2 separate regions of the Canis lupus genome follow, and region 1 is linked to region 2. Evidence: chromatin contacts called from public Hi-C data. All regions are on one chromosome and are shown on one strand. Each heading gives the region's core, a stretch centred on a gene start, on an enhancer-like site or on the middle of the called end of the contact. The rest is flanking DNA. Distances are from core to core; before and after follow the strand shown.

Evidence for each region. Hi-C and Micro-C count contacts between places; a contact is called where the count stands out from the background.
Region 1: a Hi-C map of blood shows a contact between it and region 2, with 4 times the contacts expected there. The contact joins the promoter of ARID2 here to the enhancer-like site in region 2. A contact is called at or near these places in 2 of 9 Hi-C or Micro-C datasets (amygdala and blood).

The regions. Positions count from the first base shown.
Region 1 is chr27:37,968,078-37,973,931 of UU_Cfam_GSD_1.0, reverse strand. It overlaps ARID2 (AT-rich interactive domain-containing protein 2), which reads right to left and starts at 1,994. Exons shown (of 21, transcript XM_038577418.1): 1 at 1,752-1,994; 2 at 1,470-1,563; 3 at 149-246. The coding sequence starts at 1,843. LOC102155300 (a long non-coding RNA gene) reads left to right here and starts at 4,964. Exons shown (of 2, transcript XR_005380073.1): 1 at 4,964-5,675; 2 at 5,824-5,854.
Region 2 is chr27:37,787,898-37,794,275 of UU_Cfam_GSD_1.0, reverse strand. No RefSeq gene overlaps it. Among named protein-coding and RNA genes, the nearest start is that of ARID2, 180 kb to the left of the region's middle. Within about 2 kb of position 2,430, at least 1 of the 20 cell types and tissues checked has an H3K27ac peak or open chromatin away from gene starts, as enhancers often do. A contact at or near this core is called in blood, where this site is marked.

The DNA.
Region 1 (5,854 bases), core at 745-3,244, 180 kb before region 2:
TTTGGGGGGAGTGGGGGGCTTATCCCTACCACCACCACCAAAAAACAAACAAACAAACAACAACAACAACAACAACAAAAAAAACACCCACAAATCTCCCCTTGAGTCCCTCAGTTCCAAATACTGTGCAAGAGTCACTACTACTCACCGCAAGTAATACTGTTTTAAAGCAAAGGCAGCGTTAGAACAACTTCTGGGAAAGTTGAACTCTTCAACAATTTCTCCCCACTGATTCTTCTCAGAAACCTGTTAAAAACACAGCCACACTTGTCTGAGAGTGCACCGTCCAGGGAGACTGCAGCCTAACCGTGAAATAAATACCCATTCTACAGAGATCTGAGGATACACCACCTCGGGCATCAGTGGGTGTTTGGGATCGATCCGTGAGGAGAACTAAGCAAGGGAGTGTGTGTGTGGGGGGGGGGGGGGCTCGAATCACTGTGTTTTCACCCGAGAGCCCTGTATTTAATAGCACTTGTTTTGTTTGGGGGGGGGGGGGGCGGCGGCGGCGGGGGGCCCGGGAGGGGGTGTGTGGGGGAGACTGGTGGGTTTGTTTTGTTTTTGAAGCCCGGACAATAACCAATCGCAAGTCCCTCTGTCGCCCCCTTTTAAATCTCAACGCGGTCCGTTTACACTAAAAAAAAAAAAAAAAAAAAGTTCAAAAGGATCAATACTGTTCCGGACAGCGACGTCGGCGGGTTCCGGGGGGGGGGCCGGGCCCGGGGCCGCTCCCGATCCCTCTCCCACATCTCTCCATCTCCATAGGCCCTTCTTTGAGGCCTACAGCTTCTGCCTAGCCTTGAAGCCTAAGATGGCTATTTGGAGACAGGTCCTGGTTTCTTTTGTTAGCCGTATAAACCGAGGGCGACGGGGCCGAGGCTGTGCCCCCGGCCGCCGGGATCATTTGGCGGCCGATTATCGATGTGAAACCTGCCCGCGCTAATTTTGAGTTGCACGAAAACTGCTCTCAGAGTCTGTGTGTCTCTGTGTCTCCGCCTGTGCTAGAGCGGCAGCCGCGGCGGAGCCGACTCGCGAGCGAGCGGGCGGGCGGGCGCGCGGGCGGGCGGGCGGGCGGGCGGGCGCGGGGCGGCGGGGCTCGGCCGGGCGGCGGGGCTCGGGCGGGCGCCCCCTGCACGCCCGCGCTCCCCGCCGCGGCGCTCGGACCCCGCCGGGCCGGCCGGCCGGGCGGGCGGGCGGGCGGGCGGCGGGCAGGGCGCGAGCCGGCGCCGGGCCGCCCGCCCGCCCGAGCCCCGCCGCCCCGCCGCGCGCACGCGAGCCACCAGGCCAAAAAAACAGCCCCGCCGCCCGGCCGCCTCCGTGCCACCGGCTGCGAGCGCCGAGAACGCCTTTTGCCCCCGCGGGCCACCGGGCCCCCCCCGCCCCGGGCCCCGAGCGCCCACTCCGGGGTCAAAGGAGACTTTTCGGAGCAGGCCAGCGAGAGGGAAATACGAATTAAAACTTCCACTCACCTTCGCGAATCCGCCTAAAGTAGTGACTCTGGTGTAGAGACCGTGAAGATCCAGCTCCTTCCCACCCACCGCAGGGATTTTTTTAAAAGGCGACCTGCGGGAGAGGAGACGAGAGAGAGAGAGAGAGAGAGAGAGGAGAGGAGAGCGAGAGGAGAGCGAGAGAGAGCGAGAGAGAGAGAGAAAGCCCCGCACTTGTCAGCCGGGACCCCGCGCCCGGCCCGGGCGGGAGAGCCCCGTTCGCCCCGGCTCGCCCCGGCGCTGCCCCCCCGGCTCTGCGCTCACCCTCTGCTGTGGTGGAACTGCCGCAGCTCGTCCAGGAAAGCGAGTCCCTTTCTCCGCTCGTCCGGAGGCGCCTTCCCCGTCGAGTTTGCCATTATTTTTGCAAAGGAGGTTTCAAAAAAAACCCGGATCGGCGTCTTAAAAGCGGCCCCCGCTCCCCGCGCGTCCTACCAGAGCCCGGAGCCCATTCCTCGGCCGGCGGCGGCGGCGGGGCTCAGTCATGGGCCGGCGGTGGCGGCGGCGGCGGCGGCGGCGGCGGCGGCGGCGGCGGCGGCGGCGCAGGGAGGGAGGGAGGGAGGGGGAGGAGGAGGAGGAGGAGGGGAAGGAGGGAGCCGGAGGCCGGGGGGAGAGGAGGGAAGGAGGGAGGGGAATTTCTAAAAAAGTTTAAAGAAATCGGAGCGAAACTAGAGGGGCAGGCGACTGCCGGATCGGCGCGAAGCCGCGGGGCGAGCGCGGCCCCCACCCCTTCCTTCCCTCCCTCCCTCCCTCCCTCCCCGCGGCCCGGCTCTCGCCCGCCTCTCAGCGCCGCCGGCCCAGGCGGCTCGGCCTGCGGACGCGATTCAACATGGGGCTGCTGCCGGGGGCGCGCGGGCGGGCGAGGGGCCGGGCGAGCCGACGGTGAGCGGCCGGAGGCCCGGAGTTTCGGCGGCGGCGGCGGCGGCGGCGGCGGGGCTGGGGCAGGCGGGGCTGGGGGTGGGGAGGGGGAGGTCTGTGTGGTGGTTTGTGGAGAGAGGGGTGACAGCGTGTATTCCGGCCGCGGCTCCGCGGGGCCCTCGCACACATTCACGCGCGGCCTGGGCCGCGGCGGCCGGGGCGTCCCCGGGCAGAAAGCACCGGCGGCGGCCGAGCCGCTGCGCGCCGCCCGCCCGCTTCCTTCCCCGCCAGCCTCGCTCTCTGCCGCCGCCGCCAGCGCCGCCGCCGCCGCCGCCGCCGCCGCCGCCACGGCCGGGCAGCCAGCGCCGCACAGCGACCCCCGAGGGCCGGCCGCGGCACTGCGCCCGGCTCCACACCGCCCCGGCAGCTCCTCGCGGGGAACAATAGACTCGGCTCGCCGGGCTTAGGGTTCATCTGCAATGTGCCGCACATTTCACACGCACACAAAGCCGGCGGAAAGGGGGGCGGCGCGGGGAAACGGCCACTACCGGTTGTTCCAGGGTTAGGGGTGGAGGCGATGTTCGCGTCCCCGGCCCGGCTGTTGCCAGGGCCGCCCCGGGGTCCCCGCCGGCCCCGCAGCACCCAGCACCGGCCTGGCGCTCGGCGGGCAAGGGAAGCTCCGAGGGGCAGCTCCTGCCGCTACGCATCCTTCACGGATCCGAATAAAGTCCTTTTTTTTTTTTTTTTTTTTTTGAGGGTCTAAGGGAATCGGCGTTTCCGAGCCTTGTGCTAGTATTTTGGGGCCTGATTAGCACATTTTCCATGAATTATCCACAAACTAACTTGAGCGAACTGGAAATCAAATACGATGGGAACTGTGTGTGTGTGTGTGTGTGTGTGTGTGTGTGTGTGTGTCCTAGTTCTCCTGGAAATACACGGATGCCCACGTCGTCTTGCCTCTCTGGTCGCTTTCACCTATCAAACTAGATTATTTTATGCTGAGTTATGCAAAAACAGTAATTAAACCGGCTCGGGAGCCAACCTTCTGAACTTGGACGATAATTAACGTTTTATATTTTCGCGTTAAGGTGCCTTCAAGATAGATGCGCTTATAAATACATAGCAAGACCTGGTGCCCCCTTGCTTCCAAACGTCTCAAAAGCCATCCCCGTGTTAAAAAAAAAAAAAGAAAACGCTGAAGGTTAATAAGAAAAAGGCTGCTTAAAGGGAGGCTAATCAGCTCAACAAATACTCCCACCTAAGTTTGCATTTACAAGGGGGTGTCGGCTCCTCGCCACGAATGGTAATGAGGCTTCGCTGTAACGGGAGGCGTCTCCTCATTCCCATTTTAGCGATGGCCACTACGGGCAAAGTCACCGAGTAACCCCAAGGTCACAGGCTTATAAAGGTCTGGAGGATGATCATTTCAGGTAGTGGTTCCAATGGGAACATTTATTCGGCGGTGGTGGGGGAATAAAAAAAAAAAAAATTATGTAATACAGCCCAGCGTGCTTCCGGTGCTCACTCTAGGAAACGGATTTATTTCCCAAGTAAAGTTTGTGTCTTCAACGGGGATTGGAATGAGGCTGTGGCTAGGAAGTTCCTGACACCCGAGGGCCAGTGAGTGTCACGGAAGCCGGGGAAAGGCGGAGACCCGGCTGGGGGAGTGGAGGAGCCGGGCCCGGGCTGGCTGGGGGGGCGGGGGGGAGGGAGGGAGGGAGGGAGGGGGCGGGGTAGGAGGGAGGCCAGGTCATCTGTCCCTTCCCCCCACCGGTCCTCTTAGGGGTGGTGGAGATGTGGGCCGCAGAGCTGCGTGGCCGGGGCTGTGCGGATTCCCTAAACGCCGCACTTGCGCACAGCCCCTTACGTAACTGTCAGCGCCGGGGATTCCCTAGAGGGGGTCATTCTATTCAACCATTACACACACCCCGGGCCGCTGCCGCCGCGCCGCCGCCGCCGCCTCACAAAATGGCGGCGCCCATAGAGGAGACAGCGGCCGCCTCCTCGGCCCCATTTTGTGGGAGGCGAGAGATCTGTCAACATGGAATACCTCGGCTGAGGATGCAATCGGAGTTTGGAGATTCTGCTCAAGGGCTGGAGCCGAGGGGAAACGAGTTTCCGCGTTCGACGGAAAATGTCCGCGACGTCTCTTCCCTCCACGCTTTTTGTTTTGTTTTGTTTTTACTATTTTCATTGTCTCGAAGGAAGCGCCAGCAGCCGCCGGGGTAACTGTAACTAAGGGGAGAAGGGAGAGCGGCGGCCGGCTGCTCGGGGCACTTGCCGCCGCCGCGGCTCGGCAGCTCCGGCGCGGCCCGGCCCGTCCCGCCATGTCGTCCCGGAGCGTCGCCTGCGCCGCTCGGCCCGCCGCGAGGGGCCGGGGCCGGGGCCGGGGCGACGCGCGACGGCAGCGGCCGCCTCCGTCTCCGCCTCAGCCGCGCCACTCGTGCCGCGAGACTTTCCGGTAGTTTGGAGACGCCGGAGCCCGCGGCAGCGTCGGTCGCCCGTGTGGGAGTCGCGGGCTCGGGGCGCTCGCGGCCGGCCGGGGGCCGGGGAGCCGGGGAGCCGCGGGGTCGGACGGCGGCGACGCCCGCAGCCCCGGCCCGGACGCCGGTCGCGCCCCGGTCGCGCCCCGGCCCCGGCCCCGGCCCCGGGCCGCTGCTGAGGGGGCCGGCCTGGGAACCGAGGCGCGGACGCGGAGATACAGCTCGGCCGGTCGGGATGTAGGTCTGTGCGTTCCTAGTGTCTCCGGTTCTCCGGCGTTGGGACATCTTCCCTAGTATCCCGGTGTGCGGTGGGCAGAGCTGTTTGGTCTTCTTTCGTAGGGAAGCGCGGAGTGGAAGGATGACCTTTTTCTTTCTTTTTTTTTTTTTTTTTTTTCATTTTTCATTTTTTTAGATTTTTTTATTTTTTATTTTTCAGGGGGAGGTTGCCACTTGGAAGCCACAGTTTGCTGTCTGTCAGTCTGTGTTTGTGCGTACACACACATGCCTGTGCAATAGTGTGTCTTACTTTTAGGAACTAATTTCTAAGGGTAAAGACCTGGAAGGTGATACTAACGTTTTAATGCCCTTTAGGAAAAGAAAAAAAAAAAAAAAAAAAAAAAGAAGAAGAAAGATGTGATCTGTCACTGGAGAGTTGACTCTGGAAAAAACAAAACAAAAAGCCTTTTCTGAAGAGAAGCTGTCCTCTTCAAAATGGAGTCCTGAAGTATATCTAAATGAATAGAATTTAAATTCATGACACTTTGGATATGCTCTAGTCGGAGAAGAAAAAAAGAAAAAAACATAAAATTTGAGGGACGGATTACTACAACTTCTCCAGAACTAGAAAAATGTAAGGCAAGAGTAAGCTCTTAAGGGTATTTGCTTTAAGAGGAGTGCATAGGTTTTAAAAGAAGAGGAGATACAGCTGATGAAACTTAAGTGTTTTGGGAATTTATTGCAAATTTTTTTTTTTTTTTTTTTTTTTTTTTTTTTTACAGCTGCAGCGGTCATTTGTATTTCCGTGAGTGT
Region 2 (6,378 bases), core at 1,181-3,680:
GTTTTATGACATTCTAACTTGGTTGTGTCACTTGCAACAATCATTAAGGGCCTTAAGTATTCCAACAAATACTGGCTATTACCCCCACATTGTTGGACATGCAGCCAAATGCCCATGATATGGTTGCTACAAATTATCCATTAGCCTCTGGAACTTTGCCAAGACCTCTTTCAGCCAAAGATCTCAGGCTTGAATTAATCAGACATACAAGTAGTTACACAATAAATGTTCTTAAGGCCTTGCATCAGAAAGAACTGAACAAGGGCCAATGATCACCTGGCTCATCCATGCAGAACATGGGAATATTGGTCAACTACTGAAAACATTGGTTTTTCTCTTCTTTTTTGTCTCCTCTAATTCTTTACAATTTTTAAAAATTTTATTTATTTATTCATGACATACAGAGAGAGAGAGAGAGAGAGAGAGAGAGGCAGAGGGAGAAGCAGGCTCCATGCGGGGAGCCCTGCGTGGAACTTGATCCAGGGTCTCCAGGATCACGCCCTGGGCTGAAGGCAGTGCTAAACCACTGGGCCACCAGGGCTGCCCATACAAATTTATTTTCCACAACTTTTTTATGGTTTCACACAATAAAATATTATGAATCTTATTTTACAAAAGGTCCTTTCTAATAAGGCTTTCTCTTCCATTTAAAATATTTCTACTCCAAAACAAAATAATCTGACATTTCTGTGTGTTGAGGAGCACCTATCTAAAGTATTTCTAGTTTATATTTCTGGAAATCACCTAGACTGAGGAATGCAATGCTTTAATTTGGGTTCTCTTAAAAGCAGAGCCTGAGACAAGGATTTGGGTACAGGTGGTTAACTTGGGAGGTGGTCCCAGGAAGAAAGAGTGAGGGTGTCAGGGGAATAGGAGAGGGGAGGAGTAATCTGCTGGGAACAGTTACTATGGGGAGGGCAGTTCTACTGAGATCACCTGAGTAGCTCACCCCTGGAGTTGTCCTGAATACAGTGGCTCCTGCCCCCCATAAATTGAGAGTTTCTTTACAAGCTTTTCCTTTTCTGTGCTTCCAGGCTTGCCTTGCATATCCAGGTGAGTAAACTCCAAGGTGTGGTGCAGAATGCTTAATGCAATACCCCATTTGCATTAGTATCTCCACTGGTAGTGTGAGGTAGGAGAGCTTGCATTTAACTGTCCATTGTAGCCATAGCTGATATTAGAGATGGGCAGAGAACATGTTATAGGGATACCAGAGGCACCTGCTACATGAAATTCTGCTTTTATGCTATAGATTATCCTGGTTTTGAAATATTTACATGTAATTGTAGTTGATAGTTGTCTTCAACAACAACCATAATATCCTCTAAACTTTATTGAGCATTCTGTATGCCAGGCTCTGTTGTAAGCATTTGAGAAAATATTTTCTCCATGTAACTACCATTACTATGGTTGTTATTATTATTAAAAAATTACAGTTGTGTGCAGTTAATTCCCAATTAGAATAATTTTGGCCATTTTTATTATCACTACTAACAATAAATGCATATTATAAACACAGTCCAAACAGCTTCAGCTTCTGAATTAAGGAGGATCCAGACTCCTGTGCCAGACTTTATTCTAAAATATCCAAATATTATCCCGATTATGGTGGGTGGGTTGTTTTTTTTTTTTTTTTTTTTTGCCTTTACTTATTTCTCTTCTTTATTGGAATTTTTCCCTATTTCTTTTTTTAAAATTTAAATTCAATTTGCCAACATATAACACCCAGTGCTCATCTCATCATTAACTAATTATGGTGTTTTATCAGTAGCAGTATGGAGACAGGGTGAAGTTATATCCAGCAAACCACATTCTGTGCAGAAACTCATACCCTGTTGTGACTGTTATAGATGGGACATGTGTTGTGTCAGAGAAAAGTCAAGAATTTTTGCTCCAGGCTAAACGTACTTTTCTCCTTTCTAAGTTTTTTTAACCTTAAGCTTAAAAAAATAAAACCCCAAAATGTCCTTTTTAATGTCATGTATTTTTAATTTGCTACTCAGAAGGTGTTAGATCTAATTGTGTTGAACATTTTCCACTTGGCTGTTAACTGTAAAATTCCCTCAGAAGAATAGCGTTTAAGGGTCTCCTACCCTGGGGACATGCATTGAAGAAAGAGCCAATCAGGCCACTCCTTCAATGTTGGCACCAGGAAAATGGCAGGCTGTAGTGCTGTCCCAGGAAACTGGTGCTGTGGCGGGAGCTCCTCTCCTGACTTCGTCTGTTATCTCCTTTTTAGAGAGCTTCCCGTGTGAACGTTGAAGGCATAGGACAGCCAGAGGACTAATAGCTAGCTGTTTAAGCAGTGCTCAAATGATTGTGGTTACACATCTATATGTAGATTTTATCTTGCTACCTCCCTGCCTTGATGTGTAAGTCATGACCACAAGGCACATGAACAAGTATAACCATGTTCTTGATTTGTGATGTTTTTGTGGTGGGCACCTTGTGCTAAGAGGCAGGAGATCTGCATTTCCTGGCTCAGCTGGTCACTGACGTCTGATCTTTAGCAAATTACTTCTCTTTTTCTGGCCTCAGCTTCCCCAGTAGTATATGCTAGAGTCAGACTAGTTGAGTTGTAAATTCTCTTCTAACTTTGCATTCTGTGGTTCATTGTATACAGTTCAATAATATATTTCTTTATATTTTCTTGTTTAGGATAGAGTTCATTATGGAAGGCAACCATGACAGAGAAATCTCCAAATTGCAAGTCGTATTTCGTAAATAGAAATATGTTTGATGGCAGACAAACGTACACGCTTTTGTTCCACTTAGATTATTTTTTCAAATATTCAGATTTATTTAAAATTAAAATTATATTTTAACTAAAATATATTCTGTGCTCATAATTTTTTTTCTACTCATCCTTATACTTTCTACTACTCATTTTTTTTTTTTTTGTCTTGAGAGTCTAGTAAAATCCAAAATGGAATGTTTATTGATTTATGTCTGTCTCTTTCCAAAAGAGCTTGGAGGCAAGGCTTCTTGGTGTGTAGGTGGTGGTGGTATTAATAGAACTGGCATTGTTACCCTATTGATCCTTCACCTGGCTGTTGGTGCTTCAGGATTTTCTAATCCTACCATCTGGTGGTTTTGTCTGTGCTCTCTTTATTGTTTATTTTTTAACTTCTGAACTCTTCAATTCTGAACTCTTTCTAGTTGATGCTCTTTAGAAACATAATTTCTAAACCCATCAATTGCAGTTTTTTTTTTATGGTAGCTTCAAATCAGTTCAGGTGTCTCAATACAGCAACCCGGAGAAAAACAAATGGATCTTCTTTTCCTCTTCTTATCTGATTTTTAAGTAGGTAATTTTAGATGCTATTAAAATTGAACAAACATACTCAAAACTAAGTGAGTTCTTTGACAAAGTACAAAACGTCATCTAACAAATGAGAGGCAGCATCATAGCATATTGTTTTTCTAGCAAAAAAACAGGACAATATGAATGTCCCCAAACAGGGATTTGATTAAACAAATGACAGTACATTTATACATTGGAATTATTGGTTTATTCCTGTGCTATTAAAAATATGTTGTAGAGAATTATTTCATGATGTGAAAAATTGTTCTAATTGTATTGGTAAATAACCAAACCAGATTATATAACAGAATTTATCGTATAATCTTTTAAAAATAATTAATGGATTGTGTGCAATGCATAGAAAAAAAGACTGAAAGGATATAGAAACATTCACAGGGCTGCGTGTTGGCAGGTGGAAAATTAAGAGTAATTTAGAATTGTTTTCTTATTTATTATCTGAAGTTTCCTAAAATGTCTACAAGGAACCTGTATTATTTTGTGATAAGAAAAGAAACAATAATACAAAATTTTTTTTCAGATGAATAAAACAGTAAATGTAAAAATAAAGTAGTAAAAATCTTAGAAAAAAATTAGGAGACTCTATTTAAAATGTGGGAATAGGGAGATCAAACAAGCAAAGAGAAGTGGCCCAGAAACTATAAAAGAAAAGTATATTTAACTTTATAAAGCCTAAAATGTTTTATCTTAAGATACCATAAAACTAGGCCTCAAATCACTTTTTAATGTATATGAATGTTGAATAACTAGGGTGTATACTGGAAACTAATATAATACTGTATGTAAGCTAGACGTCAGTTAAAAATATGACCAAAAAATATATAGGCTGGAAAATATTTGCAATGCATACAGCAGATAAGGGGTTAATAGCTGCACTATCCACACAGCCTCTGCGAACACATTAACAAGAGAAACCCAAACAACCCAACGGTGAAATGGACAAAGCACAACCATAAGACAAATGACATATGAAAAGATATGTCCCATCTTCCTAGCAGTCCGGCAAATGCAGATGCAATAAAAATGAAATATCTGGTACCTATCAGAAGGGCAGAATTTGAAAACAGAGATCGTACTTAGTGCGAAAGTAGAAGCCGATCGTCTCACCATTGCTGGCAGGCATTTTAACCTTATTTGAAAGCAATCTGGCAATAAAATCGGAAGTCGTTTGTTCCAACAGTCTGACAGGAGGGCACATTATCTCCCTCTTCTAATGCTTTTTCCACATGGAGAGAGTTCTATTTGGGGGGCAATCCTGGCTTCTCCAAACTCTCTTCAACAGTTGAGGAGCAAGGAATCATCTGATTGGGGAATCTGAGGATCAGGACCCTGGCAGGTGTAGCTTAGCCCCTCTCCATCTGGCTCTTGGATCCGCCCACTGCAGAGAACATGTGCTCTGATATTTTCTTGGCCACGTGGGAACCCCAGTGGGCAAGGCTCTGCCCCAGTAGGGGGCCTATGGTTAATTAGCACAGCCTGCACTGGGTGGTGGTAGGGGAGTGACGTGTCTATGCAGATGAGCTCTTTAGATCTCCCCTCAAGATAACTTGCTTCGAGAAGGTTACACCAGCTGCTCTACCTTCAGATCTACCACAGCACTCATGCTGAGGTCACAGGCTCCCTGGGTTGGACAGCTTTTATTGTGGGGCCCTCCAGTGGCCTGGATGAGACTTCTCTAAGTTATACTGCAGCCAGAGGCTTTTTTCTATCCAATCCTCCTTTCTCGTCTTTTCTTGCACAAGTGCCAGACCTGCATTGTAATCTGTAAACTGCATCACAACCATGAGCGTTTCCTCCGGTAAATTATTTGCAATTCTAATTCTGTCTTGGTGGCTGCTTCTCAGAGGACTTAAACACGTCATTGGTGGTACTAGGAAATGTCTGAGAAAGCAGTAAGATGTGGTTGGGCTGGATCATTTGCTGCTGGCAAGGAAGACCTAACCCGGTGTGTAACTGTTTTCTATTGCTGCTCTAACAAATTATCACAAGTTTGGTTGCTTAAAACAACTTATTCTCTTAAGGTTAAGGAAGCTAAACGTCCAAAATGGGTTTCACTGGGCTACAATCAAGGTGCGGGCAGAGCTGTGTTCCTTCTGAAGGTGCTAGGGGAGAGTCTGCTTCCTTGCCTTTGCCATTCTCGAGGGGCTGCCCGGACTTCCTGGCTTATAGTCCCTGCCTTCACCTTCAAAGCTGGTAGCATAACATCTTCCAATCCCTCTTTGACTCTGACACTTCTATCTCCCTCTTTCTTTTTTTTTTTTTTTTAAGATTTATTTGTACATTTGAGAGAGAGAGCGTGCGTGCTTGTGCAAGTAGGGGGAGGGGCATAAAGAGAGGAAGACAAGCAGACTCCCCACTAAGCAGGGACCTGGACATGGGGTTGAACCCAGGAACCTGAGGTCATGACCTGAGCTGGAACCAAGAGTCTGCCACTCAACTCTCTCTTTCATTTATAAGGACTCTTGTCATTACACTGGACCCACCAATATGCAATTCAGGATAATCTCACCATTCCAAGATCCTTGGCTTAATCACATCTACAAAGTCCCTTTCATAATGTAAGAAAACATATTTACAGGTTCTGATGATTAGGATGTAGACATTTTTTTTCTTTTGATCAGGTTGGGGAGCATCATTCTTTTCTGCCTATCATCATGTAATATGTAGGGCACCAATAGTCCTCGGCCATACGGTAGCAGCCCAACTGCTAAAAATTTCACTCTTGGTGACCCAGGTGGATGGGAATAATCTTAATGATTCAGATATTTGAAATGCAATGGGGCCAGAGGGGAGAGAGGAACAAATGCATATAAAGGCAATGGTTTTGGTTGGTGTTTAGAGGTTGTATTAATGCCCTGCAGAGAGCTAATGAAAAGCTGAGAGCTGTTAATACACCACTAAAGGCTAAATGGGGGAACTGGCAGGACTCTCTGTGGGAGTTTACCCAGAGGCCCTACCCCCTCAGTGGAAGCTTGGATGTAGCTGAGGAGCAAGTGTGGGACTTAGTTTAAAGCTCCAGGAGACCTTTAATTTCTTAAGCCATGTCTGTAGTGCTA